7 separate regions of the Mus musculus genome follow, and all the other regions are linked to region 1. A link is a contact called in public promoter capture Hi-C data. All regions are on one chromosome and are shown on one strand. The core of a region is the stretch at or near the end of the contact, and the rest is flanking DNA. Distances in the headings are between cores, read along the strand shown.

Evidence for each region. Promoter capture Hi-C pulls out the DNA fragments that hold promoters and counts their contacts.
Region 2: a contact with region 1 is called in a promoter capture Hi-C map of liver, with 2.9 times the contacts expected there. The contact joins the promoter of Rab5c here to the promoter of Smarce1 in region 1. A contact is called at or near these places in 1 of 39 promoter capture datasets (liver) and 1 of 115 datasets of contacts at active chromatin or transcription factors (embryonic forebrain).
Region 3: a promoter capture Hi-C map of pre-B cells shows a contact between it and region 1, with 3 times the contacts expected there. The contact joins the promoter of Ttc25 here to the promoter of Smarce1 in region 1. A contact is called at or near these places in 4 of 39 promoter capture datasets (cranial neural crest, hippocampal neurons, liver and 1 more) and 1 of 115 datasets of contacts at active chromatin or transcription factors (large pre-B cells).
Region 4: a promoter capture Hi-C map of pre-B cells shows a contact between it and region 1, with 8 times the contacts expected there. The contact joins the promoter of Cnp here to the promoter of Smarce1 in region 1. A contact is called at or near these places in 2 of 39 promoter capture datasets (hippocampal neurons and pre-B cells).
Region 5: a promoter capture Hi-C map of pre-B cells shows a contact between it and region 1, with 2.5 times the contacts expected there. The contact joins the promoter of Mllt6 here to the promoter of Smarce1 in region 1.
Region 6: a contact with region 1 is called in a promoter capture Hi-C map of embryonic stem cells, with 2.3 times the contacts expected there. The contact joins the promoter of Ezh1 here to the promoter of Smarce1 in region 1.
Region 7: a promoter capture Hi-C map of pre-B cells shows a contact between it and region 1, with 6 times the contacts expected there. The contact joins the promoter of Nkiras2 here to the promoter of Smarce1 in region 1. A contact is called at or near these places in 2 of 39 promoter capture datasets (hippocampal neurons and pre-B cells).

What each region holds. Positions count from the first base shown.
Region 1 is chr11:99,229,647-99,232,346 of GRCm38.p6, forward strand. It overlaps Smarce1 (SWI/SNF related, matrix associated, actin dependent regulator of chromatin, subfamily e, member 1), which reads right to left and starts at 1,371. Exons shown (of 11, transcript NM_020618.4): 1 at 756-1,371.
Region 2 is chr11:100,736,602-100,739,511 of GRCm38.p6, forward strand. It overlaps Rab5c (RAB5C, member RAS oncogene family), which reads right to left and starts at 1,614. Exons shown (of 6, transcript NM_024456.5): 1 at 1,477-1,614.
Region 3 is chr11:100,544,154-100,547,052 of GRCm38.p6, forward strand. Ttc25 (tetratricopeptide repeat domain 25) reads left to right here and starts at 1,455. Exons shown (of 12, transcript NM_028918.3): 1 at 1,455-1,755. The coding sequence starts at 1,648.
Region 4 is chr11:100,573,524-100,576,267 of GRCm38.p6, forward strand. It overlaps Cnp (2',3'-cyclic nucleotide 3' phosphodiesterase), which reads left to right and starts at 1,416. Exons shown (of 4, transcript NM_009923.2): 1 at 1,416-1,545; 2 at 2,713-2,744. The coding sequence starts at 1,543.
Region 5 is chr11:97,661,835-97,664,693 of GRCm38.p6, forward strand. Mllt6 (myeloid/lymphoid or mixed-lineage leukemia; translocated to, 6) reads left to right here and starts at 1,578. Exons shown (of 20, transcript NM_139311.2): 1 at 1,578-1,846. The coding sequence starts at 1,738.
Region 6 is chr11:101,225,089-101,227,788 of GRCm38.p6, forward strand. Ezh1 (enhancer of zeste 1 polycomb repressive complex 2 subunit) reads right to left here and starts at 1,375. Exons shown (of 21, transcript NM_007970.3): 1 at 1,308-1,375.
Region 7 is chr11:100,621,563-100,624,409 of GRCm38.p6, forward strand. It overlaps Nkiras2 (NFKB inhibitor interacting Ras-like protein 2), which reads left to right and starts at 1,393. Exons shown (of 4, transcript NM_028024.2): 1 at 1,393-1,446; 2 at 2,630-2,737. The coding sequence starts at 2,644.

The DNA of each region.
Region 1 (2,700 bases), core at 121-2,620:
GTACCTTACACTTCACTGCTAATACTTACAAATGATTGCTCTCCCGGGCTAAGCATATAAACTCTAGTAGTGAGTGGATCTAACCATTGTGCCTGGGACGCAACTCTGTATTTATTGAATTAATTACCTTACTGGTCAGGCTTATAACACAGTCTTACTCACTAGTCACAACGACCCTACCCGATGCGTATGACTGTCCCCATTTTACAAAGGAAGAAAACAGTCTCGGGGCGATTAAGTGTCTAAGGCCAGAGACCCGGAATTGTCAGAGATGGGTTTAAACCCAACCCACACCGTCTCAGACTTCACTCCAGGCCACCCCGGGAATCCTTAAGTCGCTGCCTGAACCAAATAAAAAATAAAAATAAACAAAGGGGGGGGGGGACGACCACCTTCGTGGTGGGTGAGGATCCCCGCTGGCCTTGCCCAGAGGGTTTCCGGAGATCCTTTCCCTGGAGTTTTGTGGCGGGCGGAGGGCGAGCTTTTCTGGAAACTCCCCTGCAGGGGGTTGTGCATTGGTGCTCACCGGCGTCGGGAGTCCCGCGGAAAGGGACTACCGGCGCCTCCGAGGAGCTGTTCCGGACGGGGTTGCCCCGCCGCCGCTAGGCCTCACCGAGGCCGCACCGGCTCTAGCTCCCGCCTCGCAGCCGAGGCCGAACCCCAGCACCCCGCGGGAGCTCGGGGTCCCGCCAAGCAGAAACACCACCGCTCGCCACCCTTCCCCGACCGGGTTGGGCCCACTGGGAAACACTCACCCGCGGGCCGAGCAGGCGCCCGCAGCTCCGGCTTCGCTTCCCTTTGTCCCGCGCTCGCCCCGCCCCTCGCGCCGGAGCTTCCGCGCTCGCACTTTCCACACGCTCCCGGGAATTGTCTGCCGGCCGCGGCCGGCTCCCGGCAGACGAACAGCCCTTCCAGTGAGCACGCGGCGAGGCTTAGGGCGCCAAGGATTTTTAAAAAAAATTTCGTCAGGCTCCTGGGTTTCCTCAGAAGTCTTCCAATTTGGATCCCGTCCCAGTCGGGCGCCGATTCGTCACGGCGAGGAGGGCGGAGAAGGCTGGGCCGCGTTGCGGGCCCTGGTTCGCGGCCCGGCGGCAGGAACTGCGCAGACTGCGCGCCCGGGGCTTCACTGAGGCGGTGGGCGCCGCCGCGTGAGGCGGGCGCCGGAGGGGAAAGGCTCGCCGGAGCCTCTCCCGGGAGAGGGTGGGACGCAGTTCCCACACACCATGCACTCTGGCTTTTCCCTTCGCTCTGGTCTTCAGTCCTCCGCTGATGGACGTATGAATGGAGAAGATGGAGAATGTAGGCGGGGAGGACCCGGGTCGCTGCGTTTAGGTCCTTGCTGGCGCCCAGCGGGGCTCCCCTGCCTCCGCCTAAGCGAAAAGCAACACGGGAGTTTTGTAGTTTTCCCAGATGTTTCTAGAGGTCGAGTGATGGCGGCGGGTTTCTGCGCCTAGGGTCCTCAGATGTCAGCTCACTCCTTCCAGCTGGCATACCTGTGACAATTCACATCCCTTCCCAGGAGGGCCAGTTCAGCTCAGCCTCGCTTGTCTTTAAACAGTTCAGTGTTTCTTTGTGATGCCCTCCTGGAACTTTCCCAAGCCGGTCCTGTATCTGATACCCTCTATATGGGATTGGGCCATCTGCTATCTTGGAAAGTCTTGAAAACAAAGTTTTAGGCATCTGGACCGGACAATTTCATAATTACCAATGATTTCTAAGGGCTAGACATGTAATTGTTCAGTGAGTGTGCGTGGAGCCACCTTTCTGGACCATTCCAGGGCTATTTTTTTTTTAAACTAATTAACGAATACTTTGGCGGATTATACAAAGTAGAGAACACTTGGCTAGTGTGGGTCACGTCACGGTGGAGGAAAAATGAACAGAGCATCTGTGGTTATCTAAGGTCAATGTTAGCATCTAGAGAAACTGGCTGAATGCTGGGACTACCTGTTGGCCCTTATCCTGGTTGTGACAACAGGAAGTGAGGTATCTTTAGAAGTGATAAGTGATAATACTGTCCAGTTCTTCCATCGCCCAATATTTTCATACTCTGGTGAAATTATCGAAATGAACCGGTATTGTAAGGAAAGACTAAAGGAGAGGTTTGTTTTGTTTTGTTTTCAGATGAATGCATAGCATAAGGGAATGATCTGAAAATGTTTTTTTTTTAACACAAAGAGCATAGAGAAGGTGAATGTAGGATCCACACAATTACAGCAGGGATCCAGTGGCTTCTTCCTCTGCCCAGTAATTCCAGCCTTGTTACTTCCCGGTCTTAGCAAGGACTATGGAATGGTGGAAAAGGGGGTACAGGCACAGTGCTCCGGAGCATGTGTGCACGCGCATGCATGCTGCAAGGTGCCATTCCCAGCTGGGCAGTTAGTTCTCTGAAACTCAGCGGTGTCTGCATGCTGTGGTGGGAAAGGGCTGGCACAAAATTGGCTTAAAAAAGGGGAATTGATTGAGTTCTAAGTGGACAGCGGCATGGCATTCTTTCTTGTTCTTTTTACTTCTGTGAGGCGCTAGGGATTGAATCCAGGGTCCCGAACAGGTCCTGCAGCACTTTTCTTTCCTTTCCTTTTTTCTTTTTTTTTTGGTTTTCCGAGACAGGGTTTCTTTGTGTAGCCCTGGCTGTCCTGGAACTCATTCTGTAGACCAGGCTGTCCTCGAACTCAGAAATCTGCCTGCCTCTGCCTCCCG
Region 2 (2,910 bases), core at 364-2,863, 1.5 Mb after region 1:
GAGAGGATTGATTGATTGTTATACTGACTGAACACCGGAAACTGTCCAGAAGTAGGTTGGAAAGATCTCAAAGCAAAATGTTTAGCCTTTGTGTAGTAAGAAAAGCATCTTAAGTTGATCAGATCTCAAAAAACCAAAAAAAAAAAAGTTGATCAGAGATGCCCAAGGACTGAATGGCTTTCCCACTCTTCCTCCACTGCAAGACAGCAAGGGTCAGCTGTGGCTTCAGAATCAGGCTACTCCTCAGGAAGGCAGTCTCTAACCTGTACTTTGGCCGCATAACAAGAGAACCTTCCAGCTTGGTCAGAGATACCAGCCATTTCACACACTTAAGTCCCAAGGAAAACACAAGAATCCTGTGTCAATACAGTAGGGGAACTGGCACTTTCCAGCACACATAAGCAATTCCTTTACGGACGAAAACTATACCTGCCACGGTGATGTGGACTAACTGCTCTGTGAAAAAGTCCAAGCCAAGAGGGGAGTGGAGACTCTGGTGAGGAATGGACCTGTTGCTCAAGTGTATAGTGGTGTGTGATTCAGGGTGGTTAAGAGATGGTGCCTCAATTTCACACTACTCCTATTTGGTCTATTCTCCACCCCTATAGATAAGCAGGCAGCAGTCTCTCTAAGGAAACCACTCACATGCTCTGGAAGGACAGGGCTGGGCCTGAAGCAGGGGGGAAGGAGGAGGGGAGACAGAAGATAATGAATGGGCAGATCCTCCCTGATCTGTGATCTGTCCCTAGGATTGAGCAGAGCTCAGCTAAATTCTTTAGAGGCAGGAAGACGAACACACACTGAGAGAACTTAAGACAGGGCTGGGGGCATAACGTGCAGTCCAAGGAGAAGGCTGCCATTCCGTCTAAGTGACCCAGAATTCAAACTCTGCTGAGGTCCTCGTAAGCTCAAGAGGAAGTAAGGAACTGTAAGCGCGCAAAAACACTTCTGTGCGTGTACAACACTCTCATTCCGACATCCCCCCCCCCCCATCCCCGCATCTCCGAAAGGAAATCGAGATAAAGATAATTTCAGGGCTGCAGGGGGACAACTGGGTTTTTGGTTGGGATTGGGGAGTGGGAGGCGTAGAACACAGGAAAGGAAAACCAGGAGAGACAGCACTCTCCGTCACCTCTAAAAGAGAAGGGGGACAGGTTCCTTCGCACCTGGTAAAGACTCTTTGATTTTGAAAGCTGAGGGGGTGGGGAGCGGAACTTAAGAGTCCCTCTCTCCCACAAGTGGACTGGACAGGCCAGAGGAGAGCCTCAAAAGACTCCCAAAGGCTCCCGAAGGACAGGTTAGCGAAGGAAAGAGGAGCTCCCCCTTTGGCCTGACGCCCTGGTGAGCCCCTAAGAGGGGGCTACGGGTCGGGGGAGGGGTCAGTGTCCCCCTAAGCTAAGGTTGGGCAGGAGGAAAGGGTACCCCAGGGAGGCTACCACACAAGTGAGACACTGGCCCTGGGACAGGCACACTCACCGCGGCTCCGGGCAGCAGCGTTACTTTGGGCCGGGGCTTCCACAGACTCCGCTCCTCTCCCCCCCACCCCCGGCGGTGTCCCAGGCTCCGGCCTCCACTTCCGCCTTTCAGCCGCTCCGGATCCGGATCTTCAGCTCTGCCCCGCCTCTCTATATTCCCAGGTGACTGACAGAAAGAACAGACCAATGGGAGACACTCCGATCCTACCCACAATCAACGCGGGAAAGGAGGGAGAGTGCGCGCGAGGGATGGCGGGACTTGTAGTTCTCCGCACAGGGAGGAGCCGGGGGCTGCCTGGCACTTGGGTTTTGGGTGGAACCGGCTGCCGGTGGGGCGGAGCCGGTCCAGGCCTGCTTATCGCGTCACTGCCAGTTCCAAGTGCCGCGAGGGAAGGCGTGTGGCTGAGCTTTCCAAGAGAGCAGACAGAGGGCTGTTCATGCAGAATTGAGAAAGGAAAAATATGATGTTCACGTAGCCGCGCAGACCGGTCGTGTGCCCTCGGCAACTTGGAGAAGCCAAGCCCGCCCAGGAGGCTGATTGTTGAGGACATTCTATTATAGGAAAGGCGATGGAGTCAGGTGTAATGGCTCGATCCGAAGGCAGAGGCTTGCAGATCTCTGTGAGTAACAGCTAGGGTTATGTAGTAAGATCCTGGCTTAAAAAAAAAAAAAAAAAAGAAAAGAAAAGAAAAAGAAAAAAGAAAGAAAAAAAAAAGGTGATGAAATCTCTGAGAGCTCTATAGAATGGGCTCTCTGGGGGCTAGCGAAACGGCTCGACAGGTGAAGATGCTTGCAGCCAAGCCTGACTGAGTGCCGTGCCCAGGACTCACATGGAGTAAGACAGACTCCCACTAGTTGTCTTTTGACAACCACCCATCCACCCTCCCTCCCGCTAAATACTTGAAGAAATGTAATTTTTTTTTTTTAAAAGAAGGAGTTGTCTAGAGGATACTAAATGGTTGAAAAGGAGACCTGCTGCTGCCAAGGGTTGCTCTCACTCTCTCTTCCTTTCACATGGGCTCTCACTATGTAGTCCTGATTGGCCTGGAACTTACTTTGTAGATGGGTTGTATTTGAATTCACAGAGATCCTCCTGCCTCTACTTCTGGAGTGCTGGGATTAAACACATGTGCAACCACCACGACAGACTAAGCTTTCTTTCTTAGGCTCTGTTCCCAAATATACCAGACCCCCTCATCTCCCTCACTCTGCCCCCAGTCAGAATTAGCGCTCCTTCAAAGACTACCTGTGTTCTCTCTACCCGTCACTATAGATGAAAACCACTAACCCTTCTACCACAGGTCAGTTCTGTTTCTGTTGCTTCTAATTCCTTCTGTATGAATTAGGACCACTTTTTGTTTGTTTGTTTTTTGTTTTTTGTTTTTCGAGACAGGGTGTCTCTGTGTAGCCCTAGCTGTCCTGGAACTCACTTTGT
Region 3 (2,899 bases), core at 205-2,704, 1.3 Mb after region 1:
ACAAAACAAAAGAACAACAACATCAACAACCAACAAGGGTATTGGCACTAATGAAAGTCTCTGACTTTACCACATTTTCCCAAGTAATCAGTTATGGTGGCTTGAGACAGAGACTCCCCTGTTACTTGGGCTGGCCTTCACCTCACTATGTAACTGAGGCTGCCTTGAACTTGTGGCAATCCTGCTTCAGTCTCTCAAGTGCTAGAATTACAGATGTTGTGCTCATTTGTGTTTATACATTTGCCAGTAAGGACATCTTTTTTAGAGACTGAAAACGGTTTGCTTTGCTCCTACTGTGTGCTGGATTCTGTTCCTAATACATGCCCATTAAGCTGGATCCTGTTTCTGTTTTTGTGTTTGAAACTCGCTGTGTAGCCAGGGCTGGCCTGGAACTTGTTATGGAGACCAGAAAGCCTGTATCTCACAACCAACCTCCTACCTCTGTCTCTGGAGTAAGAAAATTAAAGACCCAGGCCACCAAGCCTGGCTCAGCTGAATTCTGGAAAGACAGTTTAAGACAAGATTCTGGGCTGGAGAGATGGCTCAGGGATTAAGAGCACTGGTGCTCTTGCAGAAGACCCAGGTTTAACTCCTAGCACCCAAGTGGTGGCTCAAAATCATGTATAACTCCAAGACTGTTTTAAAAAACCAATATAGTTGAGGCAGTTAACTGAGCTAGCTATCTAAGATATTATGGGTACTTAGAGGTACTGCTGTGTCTGTGTGGTGTGTGTGTGTGTGTGTGTGTGTGTGAACATGTGTGTGCTTGTGCACATGTGAATGTAGATGCCAGGGGACACTTCAGGAATGCATGTCTTTCTGTCTCTCCAGGGCTGGCTAATACAAGATGGTGCCATCACACTGGGCTGTACCAGGGTTGGGGGAACTGAAACAGAGAGCTGCATGCTTAGCATGCGCTTTACCAACTGAGTTATCCCCACAGCCATTACTCCTGAATGGCTGCAGAATTATGTCAGGCTAGACCTTAGTTTAGACTTGCTATTAGCAAGTGTTCCATAACTATGTGACATTGAAAGCTAAACCCATCACACTTTCCATTGCATTCTCATGCAAATCCTCACGTCCCTGAGGGCTCTATTATTTTCCTGTTCATTTGGCAGGTAGAACGCGTACTTTTCAGTTCCCTAATGTGCTTGGTCAAGGATCACGCAGCTAAGAAGTGACAAGAGAGAAGGCTGCCCAAGCCCTCTGACTCCGGTTCCAAAATTCTCTCTCCTTCCTAATGGGACCTGGAGTGCTTAAGCCTTAATCCTACTTGGAATTTTGCCTCCAATTCTCATTTTCTTGGCTTGCTTTGTCTGCGAGGCTTTCCACGTGGCAACTGGAGGGGAGAAGCAACCTACAAGCAAACAGCGATCACTCTGGAGCGCCAGCGTCCTGCAGCCGCCGGCCACGCGCTCAGCACTTGTCTGACCGGTGTGCGCAGCGTGGCGACACAGGCGCATGAGCACGCTGGGCGGGCTCACCCGGAGGCCTAACACCGCCAGGGGAGGGGAGGGGAGGGACCGGAAGTTAGACTATCTCTCTAGGTTGCTAAGAGACCGGGCTGTCCCAAAACAAGCCGGCGATTCTCCAGCCTCTTTTCCTTTCTGAATCTGCTTCAGAATTTCCAAAAGTAGGGTGACCATGTCGGACGGTGATATCTTAAGAAGCACTTTTCCCTCTTACATGGCAGAGGGGGAGAGGCTTTATCTGTGCGGGGAGTTCACTAAGGCCATTCAAAGCTTTACCAACGTGAGTTGCGCTTTGATCCTATTACTGTGTTGCCTTCCTCTTTTCCCCTCCTCCCTTTCCCTCTCTTCCTCCTCCCCTTCTTCTTTCCCTTCCCCTTCCTTCTCCTCTCCCCTCTTCTTTTTTTCTCTTCTTTCCTCTCTCAACCTCCTCCCCGCCTCCGCTCCTCTTTTGAGATAGACACTTGTTCTGTAGACCAGGGTGGTCTCGAACTACCCCTACTTCCTGAGAGATGACTTCCAATGTGCACCCTCATTCCCAACTTATGATTTGAAAGGAAGGTGCCCTCCTTATGTCCTCTGGAGGCCAACTCCCTATCTTGCAGTTGGCCTCTGGAATGATGGAACCCCAGCTTGCTACCTGGACCCACCACCATTGTGTTGTTGATGAAAGATTTGTGTGTATGTATACCACATGCATGCCTGGTACTTTTGGAAGCCAGAAGAGGGAACTGGATCCCTTGGAACTGGAGTTACAGGCAGTTATGTAGCACCAAATGGGTGCTGGGATCCAGATCTGGGTCCTCTACAGGAATAGTAAGTGCTGTTAACCAATAAATCAACACGATACCACCCCCCACCACACACACACACACACTTCACCACTTAAAGAAAAATATTTGTATGTGATGGGTGTTTTGCCAGCATGCATGGACCACATGCATACTTCCCTCTTAGAGTGTGGAAATGGACTGAGGGGTGTGAGCTGCCATGTAGGTGCTGGGACTTGAACCTGGGTCCTCTGGAAGAGCAGGCAGTCAGTCAGTTAGTGTTCTTAGCTGCTAAAAAATCTCCAGTCCCACCCAATTACCATTTTTTTTTCATCACCAGCAGCCCTGAGGTCCATTTTGTGGATATCATACTCCTGGTTCCCATGATATGCCACTGTCACACATAAACCCTGACTTTTGCCATTTTCTCTTATAGTTTCTCACTAATGCCTGCCAGTTGGAGACATAATGTGACCAATCATTAAATGTTTCATGATTACCTTTCTCTTGATAAATTCAGTCTCCCATCCTTAGCCACAGATTGCCCAAGAAGCTAAATGTAGAAGTCTTTGGCACAGGCTTGCCTGTAAGAAAGTTGTCGGTGAAGTTAGGGCGTACTGTAGTAACCTTATTGAAAATTACACCATTGTACCCTAC
Region 4 (2,744 bases), core at 166-2,665, 1.3 Mb after region 1:
CCTGCCTGTGGCTGTCAGAGAAGAACAAGTCGAGGGAGTTGGTTTTCTATCATTCATGGCCTAGAAGTTCAACTCAGGGTAACGTGGCCATGTTAACAAAGCTATATCTCAACTGCTCCTGAGAAATTATATATAATTATATATCCGTTTGTTTTGTTTTGTTTTGTTGAGACAGGGTGTCTCTCTGTAGGCCTGGCTGTCCTGGAACTCACTCTGCAGATCAGGCTGGCCTGGAACTCACTGAGATCTGCTTGCCTCTGCCTCCCAAGTGCTGGGATTAAAGAAAAAAGTGAAAGTGAACAATGTCACCACGTCCTCGAAGCTAGGATGCACTTGCCTAGCTTGCAGGAACCCCAGCATCTTAAACAGCTGACATGTTCTTGTATGTATGAATTTCCAGCAAGAGGATAAGAAGTTCAAGGTCACCCTTTGTTACATAGAGAGTTTGAACTTAGCCTGGGTTACATGAGATTCATCTTTAAAACAAACCTTTTTTGGGGGATATCCAGCAAAGAAGACTGCTTAGACCCAAGCGGAAGCCAATAGAAAGTCTTTATTAGCCAGCCCCTCAGCCCCTTCACTAGACTTTTTTTTTTTTTTTTTTTTTTTTCCTGAGACAGGGTTTCTCTGTGTAGACCTGGCTGTCCTGGAACTCACCCTGTAGACCAGGCTGGCCTTGAACTCAGAAATCCACCTGCCTCTGCCTTCCAAGTGCTGGGATTAAAGGTGTGTGCCACCACCACCCAGCACTTTTCTCAGGGTAGGCTTTTAATCATAAAAACCACATCCTGTGTTGACACACCTAAGTCAGAAGCAGACTATAGGAGCCAAAAATCAAGGTTAGGACATTTAGGGCCTTTCCCAGAATTATGGACTTTGATGAATTAGGTCTTTGTTTTTGTTTTAGGAGGCGGTGATGCCTATCGGCCTGGTTTCGTGGCCTGAATGGTACTTCCTTCACATGTCAGTTGTGATAAGGTCTATGAGCCTGTTTCAAAATTTTAAACTATCTGACTGCACCCATTTCATCCCAGCCTGCCTGGGAACCCAGGAAAGGCAACTGCCTCCTGTTTTAAGAGTTCATCTCTCTCCTGGTGATGTCTTTAATCCAAGCACTTGGGAGGCAGAGGCAGGCAGATCTCTGTACCAGGCCAGCCTGATCTACATGGTGAGTTCCAGGACAGTCAGGGCTACATAGTGAGTTCCTGTCTCAGAGAAGGGAAAAAGTTAAACTTTAACTTTTAAGGAACAAAGAGGTGGCGTGGCGGACTCTTTCTTGGCATTGAGAGTCCAGGTGTGCTTTTACTTTCTGCCAAGGCTCAGACCGCTGCTTCCTGGCACTCAGGTTTCCATTCCCCGGGGGCGCGTGCGCAGAGGCTCGGGCTGACCCCGCCCTGTCCGCGCGCCCCGCCCCCAGGCTATGAAAGGGACCCTGCGTGGGGGGGCCCCGGACACCCGGAGACGCCCGTGTCCCTCACGCAGGCGGGCGGCCCCGGAGACATAGTACCCGCAAAGGCGGTGACGGCGGTGCGCCCACTCATCATGGTGAGCGCAGCGCGTGCGTGGGGGCCGGGGCGGGAGAGAGGCTAACTGAAAGCGAGATTCTTGGGGATGCATGGGCAGAAGTAGTTTGCAAATGAGGACACCAGGTTCCGGAGTTGAAGTTGCCTCTGGGTCCTCCAAGGCAGCCCTAAGGCAAGGGGCGCGAGCGGGGATATTTTGGGGGAGTCTTAGTGTCTTTGGAGAAGGAAATATCGCCGCAGGGAAGTGAAAGTCGATGCTCCTTGGCGACACCAGCTGGCAAATGGGTCTGGGTAGCACCAGAGAGTGCAGGGCTGTTGTGGAGCCCGCGCTGGGAGTGGGTTCCTGCACAAGGCTATAGAGAAGCCAGAAGCCAGCTAAATTCTCAGGGGCGGAAGCCGTTGTAGATGACAACTGAAACCGCTATGTCTTGTTTTTGTCAGAGAGGTGCTGCTAACACACAGCAGAATAGGGGGCACAGATCTCTGAATACAGGTGCCCTGTGCCCTAATCCTACAGATTGGGGGAGGGGGCGCACTGAGAGAGCAGAGGAGGAGGTGGTTGTGAATATGCCCTTTGTCCAGTGCCCTCCTGCCCTGCCCCCCACCAGCCCTCTGTGGGACCATTGTCCCCCTATACCCAGACAAGAGAGTATTATCTGTTGGTGCCATTGTTGGGTGGAGGGAGGCGGTCTTTGGGTCACCCTCCCCTGCCCTCACCCTCCTCTGCACACTCAAGAGAGCCAAGGCAGCTGTGGCTTTGCCCATACATAGAGCCCCAGGCCTCCAAACAGGACATCCTTAAGAGGTGCCAAGAATATATAAGTTAGGGCTGACAGGGAGCCACAGGCACTTGCTGCCCTTGCGTGCCCTGTCACCAAGGTGTTCTGAGGGGGAGCAGAGAGTGATCCTTGGAGCCAGAGACTAAGAGGTTAGGTAGCTTCAGAAAGATTCCCTCTACCTTACAACCCAGCTGTTGAAGATACTGAAGGATCTACTGCGAGGAAGAAAATCCACCATTCCCCTCCGGGGAAAGCATCCACCATTCAAGGGTGCTTTAAGTTAGGCTTGGGGATTCCTCAACTGACAAGCGGTCCCCCTCTGGGAGAACTCGGCCAGAGACTAGGGTGTGGTGCTTGCGGGCTGGCTTTGAGGAGCCGGGGCTGACATCTCCTCCTCCCTTCTTACACAGAACACAAGCTTTACCCGCAAAAGCCACACATT
Region 5 (2,859 bases), core at 328-2,827, 1.6 Mb before region 1:
GGGATGAAAGGTACTAAAGAAACGCGGAGGCTCTGGCCCCTTGATGTTCCGGTTGAACAGGTGCTAGTGAAAAGGAGGCGGGCCCGGCGGAAGAGTCGGCCAGGGGGGCAGTGCGCCGAAGGGGGAGCGGCCCCCTCCACCCTCAATCCCCCAGCCCGCCATCTCCTCTCCGAGCCCTCTGCCCCTCCCCCCCAGGAAGCGTTCCCGGCCTAGAGGTCTTTGAAGTGTGGATGAAGCCCCCAGGGCTGCCTTCTCCCCTCTGCCACCCAACCTCCCGCTGAGGGGGTATTTGACCTTTGGTCCCTGTGGGGGCGCCGTCTTTCCCCTTGCAAAGAAAAAAGGGGAATCAGATCTCGTCTTTGGGCTTATACCAGTCTGGGGGAAGTCTTGGGTCGCTTTCCATCAAACCCTAGACCCAATTTCGGGGACTTTAATCCTTCGTGGTGCGTTTTTGTACGCTACTGTGATTCTATACCTGCCCAGAAGTCAAGGCGTGATTCTGTTGGCAAGCACTTCCGAGGCAGCTTTACTCACTTTAAAACGCAAGGCACGCCCTGAGGCTAGGGGTGGAGTTACGACTTAGAACAGAGATCTTGAATTAAGGTGGGGTACCTCATTGTACCCCTAAGGTGCCTAGAGACCTTGACATTGAAGACTTCAAAGGGAAGTTCCTGGAGGGCAGGAATACCTCTACTCTGGCGCGCAGCCGACTCTAGCATTCAACAAATTTTTGTGCGGGGCGTGGTGGTGCACGCCTTTACTCTAGCACTTTGGTGGCAGAGGCAGAATTGGGAGTTCAAGGTCATCCTTCACTAAGTGGTGAGTTCGAGGCTAACCGGAGCTACTGGTGATCCTGTCTCAAACTAACAAAAAAGATTTGTAAAGTAAGTAAAAGTTTACACGTGGCATTGTCTACCCTCCAGAGTGACCTCCAGGGACAGCACCCATGAGCTGCCATCCAGAGACACCATTCCCATTCCAAGAACAAGCACGGGTAAATGGTTTAACATCGCTCCAGTTCTTTTTAAGAGCCCTGGTTTTTTTCATCTTCCCTAGATTTCCCTAGGGTTGAAGAACACCCAGAGAAGGGGGATGGGAGACCGGAGACCCAAAGTGTGACACGGAGGGGAGGACTCGGGAACTACCCACCTAGAGTCATAAAGGGAAAAAGAAAAGACGGGGAAAGCTGCACTGAGCGCACGAGCGAAAAGCTCCCTACCAAGCCAGGCTTTGTTCCCTGAACCTAAGACTTTACCCGGCGGCGGGCGGGCCGGGAGCGAGCGAGCGAGCGGAGGCGCGCGGCCATGGCTGCCGCGGCCGGGCAGGGGGGCCGGGGGGGCGGCGCGTGAGCGGGCGGCGCGGGGCGGGCGGGCGCCCGCGATGTGCCACTCGGCGCCTCCCCCGCCGGGCCCTGCTTGCACCGCGGCCGGGCGGCTCTGGTAGCCGGCGAGCGGCGCGGAAGGGGAGCGCGGCGCGCGAGTCTCATTGTTGGGGGGGGGGGGCCCGTCGGGGCATGAGGGCGAGAGCACGGCGGGGGGGGCGGCCAGACAGAGCGAGCGAGGAGGAGGAGGAGGACGCCGAGGAGGAGGAAGGAGGAGGCAAAGAAAAGAAGCGGCGGCGGCGGCGGCGGAGGAGGGGGCGAGGAGGCGCGCGGCCCCCGCTCCCTCCCTCCCCCCCTGACCCCCGACCCCCGCCGGCCGGCCCCCAGCCCCAGCCCCGGAGGGAGCTCATGGGAGTATGAAGGAGATGGTAGGAGGCTGCTGCGTATGTTCGGACGAGAGGGGCTGGGCCGAAAACCCGCTGGTCTACTGCGATGGGCACGCGTGCAGCGTGGCCGTCCACCAAGGTAAGGGGAGGGGGGAGACGGCCGGCGGGGGGGGGGGAGCTGCGGGACCCCGGGGCGGCGCGCGCACGGGGTGCCCTCGGCCGCGCCCTCCGGAGCCCTCCTGGGGCGCCTGCCCCTCCCCCACCCACCTGAAGCGAAAGGCGGCGTGGGCTCCCCCCCATCCCCAGCCTGGTCCTCCAGGACCGGGTCAGGCATTGTTTTCTTGCCTATTGTTCAGTCCCGCGCCCCCCACCCCAAGTTGAAGGAGTTTTGGGGAGAGTCCAGGGCGCAAGGAGTGAACTCCCTGAGCCCCGCACCGCCGGTGTCAGGGCTGTCCCGGGAATGTTTACCTGCGAGGTAACCCCCCCTCCCGCCCGGTTTATTTTGGTTCCCGCTCCGGGAGGAAGAGGTCAAGGGGGGGTCATCCCCCTTCGCTTCCGGATACTGGGAGGAGCGGAATTGGGAAGGGAGGAGAAGGGTCCCACGGGAGAAGGGATCCTGAAACCCTCCGGGGAAGAGCTGAGGCTGGGAGAGCGGTTTTACAGGGGGCCGGAATGGAGGAGAGAGAGGTTTGGAGTTTCCCCCTGCCGCCGCACATGGTTCGGGAGTTAACTCCTTAAGGAATCTTGCCGAGGGCGCAGGCTGGCATCTCCGCCTGTCTGGCACAGGCAACCACCACCACCCCCCTTCCCAAGACAACCCTTAATGCTGTGGCTGCGGGCCTTTCCCGCCACTCTCCTCTGGGTACCTGCCCCGCACCTGCCCTCTGTTTTCACTTTTGACCTGTACGTGTGACAGAGGCAGAAGATGAGGTCCTTGAACCCCCGACTTCCTTGGCTTATCCCTTACTGGCCCTTTAAGAAGCACCCCCCCTCCCCTCATAACAACAAAACGTGTTACAATCATGACTATTTCTTGTTCTGGTGCCTAGGGGACTGGTCAGGGCAGAGGCGGCGGGGGGGGGGGGGGGGGAGGGGGAGGAATTCAGGTCCAGAAAAAAGGGAGAGGGGTGGGATGAGAATGGAGGATCTTTG
Region 6 (2,700 bases), core at 125-2,624, 2.0 Mb after region 1:
GCTGAAGATTTCTTATTCTGAGATATCATGTAGCAAATGTACCCCAAAAGTCTCTACATTTTCAATGTCCTCCCTGTACATATCCAATTCTTTGTGATCCTTGGCTCTGTTTCCCAAGGCATAGGTTCCATACTTTGGCTAATCAGTTTACCCACACCTCCAACACTAACCTCCATCTAATCTATTTCCATTCTCTTCCTTGTGCCCCACCACCTACATCATCTCAGTGGTCACTTTGACCAAAGTAAGCTCGTCCCACATGGTGAAAAGCCTGCTCAGCGGTTAAGAACACTTGTTGCTCTTGCAAACAACAAGGACTGGCTCAGTTCCCTGCTCCCACATGGTGGTATGTAAGCATCCTTAACTCTAGTACCAAGGGATTCGATGTCCCTGGAACCATCCATACATAGAGTGCACACACATTAAAAACAAACAAACAAACAACAACAACAACAACAAAAACCCAAACAACTAAATCTTAACAATTCTCGCCAGGCGTGGTGGTGCACTCCTTTAATCCCAGCACTGGGAGTCAGAGGCAGGCGGATTTCTGAGTTCGAGGCCAGCCTGGTCTACAGAGTGAGTTCCAGGACAGTCAGGCTACACAGAGAAACCCTGTCTCGAAACACGCCCCCAAAAAAAATTCTCTTAAAGCTTTGTCTCACATCTACTTCCTGACAAGTTATGTCCCAAATATAGCACCTTCCCTTTTACTTCGGGATGCGTTCATTTACATATCGTTTCTGGGAATTCTGGGGACGGGAGAGACAGTCACAGTTTGAAGACAAATCCTCACTCAAACCCGGAACTAAAGTGAGGCGAGTTAGACCAGCGACAAGGTCCGGGAGCAAAATGTTGAGGAGGTGCCGCGCGACCCCGGGAATCTCGACCCTGACACTTGGGCGTCTTAAGAACCTCTCACACTTGGCGGGCATCTCGGCCTGGCCACCCCTTCCTCAACATCACTCAAAGCCTCTGCGAGCCCGAGCCACCCGGGCCTCTGGCCCTCCCGCTTACAAGAGTCAGGGTCCCCTGGCAGACGCCAAGGCCCACCCACGTTGGCACGGGCCACCAGCCGGGTCCGCCCCCGCCGCGCCCCCTCCGCCACGCGGCCCCCCGCAGCTCGCACGCGCTGTCGCCCCGGGTCCCACCACACTCGGGACGACAGGCTTCGCGCTACCCCGGGTCAGGCAATGGTGTGGCCCTCAGTTTCCTCATTTCTTCGCCTCCCCAGCCCTGAGGTTCAAGCGTCACGCCAAGCCCAGGCCCGGCCCCACCGCCCAGCCCCGTCTTGTTTACTCACTCACCCTCCATCCTGAGACGCAGCCACCCGCCACTAGGACGCCTGCGCGCTACGGCCACGCCCCTGCGCCGCGGCCACGCCCCGCGCCTCCCCTCCGTGCGCGTGCGCACTCTGAGGGTGGATCACCTGGGCTGCGGTCTTCGCAGGTGTGTGTTTTCGCTAAGGTGATGTAGCTCTAGTCCGACACTTTCCTAGGTGGCGCTGTCAGAGAAAAGTCATCCTGGAGCCACAGATCTCTTCTTGAAGACTTTATTCAGCAGCGCACCATTGCCAACCGTGTTTAGACAACTTACAAGTCAAATTTTGGAAGACAGCCTGCCTCTGCCTCCCAAGTGCTGGGATCAAAGGTGTGCGCCACCACGCCCGGCTTGAGAATATTGTTTTAATATTTATTTATTTATTTATTATATGTAAGTACACTGTAGCTGTCTTCAGACACCCCAGAAGAGGGCATCAGATATCATTACGGATGGTTGTGAGCCATCATGTGGTTGCTGGGATTTGAACTCACGACCTTCAGAAAAGCAGTCGGCGCTCTTAACCGCTGAGCCATCTCTCCAGCCCTCGAGAATATTTTTTAAACCTCTCCACAAGATACTTAATATTACAAAAAGGGAATAGTAACTATAGAGGCAAGAAATATCCATCATCAGAAACGAACAGGTTCTTTTTTTCAAAATATTTTATTATTTATTTATTTGCGTATGTGTGTTTTAATACATGCTATGGTGGTTTTTGGTTTTGGTTTTTTGTTTTTTTGGGGGGGGTGGTTTTTCGTTTTCGTTTTGTTTTTGTTTTTTTCGAGACAGGGTTTCTCTGTGTAGCACTGGCTGTCCTGGAACTCATTTTGTAGACCAGGCTGGCCTCAAACTCGGAAATCTGCCTGCCTCTGCCTCCCAAGTGCTGGGATTAAAGGCATGCACCACCACTCCCCGGACTTTTAGTTATTTTTTAACGATGCATTTGTTTGTTTTAGTGTGTGTGTGTGTGTGTGTGTGTGTGTGTGTGTGTGTGCCTGGGTGTATGTATCTGTACCATGTGTTTGTGGGCATACTTGGAGGCCAAAAGAGGCCATCAGATCCCCTGGGACTGGAGTTGCTAACCGTAGTGAGGTACCATGTAGGTGCTGAAGATCAAATCTTGGTCCTTTTTAAAGTCGCCTTTGTTCTTATCCACTGTACCATCTCTCCAGCCTCCACTATTCTTTTCCTTTTATCAAAAACTTTGGAGGTAGGTATAGTGGTGGCACACATCTTTAATCCCAGCACTTTGGAGGCAGAGGCAGAGGCAGGTGTCTGCAGAAAAGGGACTGAGGTGCATATTTTACATATCAAAGTGGACCTGGCCTCCAAGTTCTCCCAGCAACCCTTCAGTTCCTACCTGGCATACCCTGCCCC
Region 7 (2,847 bases), core at 143-2,642, 1.4 Mb after region 1:
TTACATGCATTTAATCCCAGGAGATGGAGGCAAGCAGATCTCAGTGTAAGGTCAGCCTGCAACAAAGCAAGTTCCAGATCCAGACCTGGTGGCACACACCTTTAATCTGGGACACACCTTCTGCTAGAGGCCTTCATAAGGACGTTGGAAGAAGAGCGATTCACTCTTCTTTGCTTGCTTGCACTTACTTGCCAGCACATCTGTTGGAACCTACTACTTCAGGATTCCAGCTTAGGCAGAAGACCAGCTGAAACAACGAGCCTCGTGGGACTGAGAGAACTACTAGATTCTTGAACTTCTCATTCACAGCTGCCCACTATTGGGTTAGTTAGAATACAGACTGTAAGTAATTACAGTAAATCACCTTAATTTATAGAGACATTCCATAAGTTGTGTGACTCTAGAGAACCCAGACTGATACAAGAAATGTCATGGTTCTTGTATTTCCTCTGCTTCAGAAATCTCTGTGCTATTCGGCCCTTCAAACATGAACACAGACACCCCCCTTTCCTCCCTCCTCTTTGGTACCTGTCACCTCTAAGTTAAATGCCCCTCTGCCATGCCCATAGCACCCCACTTCAATAACAGCATTCATCATGGTTGGTTTTAATTGTTACTTTGGCTGGCTAATTATTCTAGACAATGAATTTATGGTTCAATCATTCTAACTTGTAGCTTTTCCTTTGTATATGGCCCTACTTAAGGCACAAACAAGACAAAGTAGGTGCTGGGGTGTTTGGTTTCTTTGTCTGTTTGTTTTTGAGACAGGGTCTCTGTATAGACTATGTTGTCTTCAGAAAATCTCCCTACTTCACCCTCCCAAGTGCTGGGATTCAAATGTGAGCCTCCATTCTAAGTTCAAAAAAATTGCATGGTTAGTTGAGCGTGGTGGCATGTGCCTTTAATCTCAGCGCTCGGGAGGCAGAGGCAGGTGGATCTCTGTGAGTTCAAAGCCATCATGGTCTACAGAGTGATTTCAAGGCCAGCCAAAGCTACACAGAGGAACCCTGTCTTGAAAATCAAAAGAAAAAAATTGAGGCTCAAAGAGCATTTGCCTAGTATGTGCACGATCCTGGGTTCCATTCATAGCATAGCATAGCCAAGAAAAGAAAAAGAAAACTTGTCGCATAGATGATAGAACGAAACGTCACTGGTCACTGTCTTTTAGAGAGAGAACATTTTAGTGTCAGAGCCTGGAACATCGGCTTAATAACCAGACACAAGTTCTGGTGGGTATTTCCCCGCCGGCCTCTGGGGGCGCTGTGCGATCCGCGCTCACTTTACGCCGCCGGAAGTTGTCTTGAAGGCTGGCCGTTGCGGGGCGGGACCTCTGGGTCAGTCCTTCCACCCAGAGGAAGAGGGCCGTCTTTACGGTCGAGCTGCCCCTCCCATGGTCCGGCCCACTCCGGGGGGCACCTCAGCGGGAGTGCTGCGGGGACCCGGGAGGTATGGAGCTGGGAGGCAGGGCTCAGCGCGGCCTCTGTCTCGGATTCACTTTGGTTGTCCTGTGATTGCCTCTGAGATTCTGAGGGGTGCCCTTCAGGGGTACTCTGTGGCGGCGGCCTCTGGCAGCCTCTCGAGTGTCGCTTACTAAAAGGCTCACACCACGGGGTGGAGATGAGCGACAGGAAACTCTCCTGGAGAGGTTTCTGCTTGGGACCCCTTTGAGGCTTACCTCTGGATCTCTGCTTTCTGGGGGGAGGAGGAAGGGGCGATTACTGGCGCTCCCCGGGTGCCTGTGTCAGGAAGTTTCCCTTTAGAAGGACCTCTCTCTGCAGTCTCAAGAGAGTTTATAAATCTGAGCTTTCTCTGTGCCTGTCAGTTCAAGGGATGTAAAAGCCATCTTTCGGAAGCACTTTTCTCTTTATTCTGTTTCTTGTCAGATCTTTATTTTACCGGTGGATTCAACTGGGAATGGTTAAATGGAATTTATTGCCATCCAAATTAGTCATTCAAGAAAGCAAGTTATGCCGGGCAGTGGTGGTTGCACGCCTTTAATCCCAGTACTTAGGAGGCAGAGACAGTCAGATTTCTGAGTTCGAGGCCAGCCTGGTCTACAAAGTGAGTTCCAGGACAGCCAGGGCTATACAGAGAAACCCCGCCCCCCCCCCCCCGAAAGAAAGAAAGAAAGTTTTTCTCCATATTTGCACACTCTCCCTGAGGAAAAGATGTCAAGAAGAATCTAAAATCCCTGCTTCTTTCTTCACGGAAGTCATGGTTAAAAGGAGAAAACAGCCTGGTGTGCATATGCCTCAACTATTTCATCAGCTGGGAGCCAGCTTGGGGTACATGAGACCCTGTCTCAAAACAACCCCCTCCCCCCAAAATCAAACAAAAAGAACAGGAGTATTTGTGGAACTTCCTTCAGTATTTGGTGCCCTATCTTGTGCACAGGAACAAACCCGGCCAGCTGTTTTTGTCACCCCACTCTCTAAGCCCCTCCCTTTGTGGTGCCATTAACCCCACCCTGGCTGTGTGCCAAATCCTGGCCACTCATGGGATAAGGAGGTTAATTACAGCTCACTGCTCAGTAGTTCGGTAAACATCAGGGTGGTGCTAACTCCCTGATGCTCCCTGGCCTGCTGTTTGGATTCTGTCTTCCCTCACCACACGGCTTCTGTCCTTTTAGGTTGAAAGCTAAGCATGGGGAAGAGCTGCAAGGTGGTCGTGTGCGGCCAGGCATCTGTGGGCAAAACTTCAATCCTTGAGCAGCTTCTGTACGGGAACCATGTCGTGGGTGAGTGTTGCTGGGCCCGGGAGACTGGCAGAAGACCTTGAGTGAAGGATCTGGTCACATCCTGAATCCAAAAGCTAAAAAGGACACCAGCTGCTTTCACACCCTCCCAA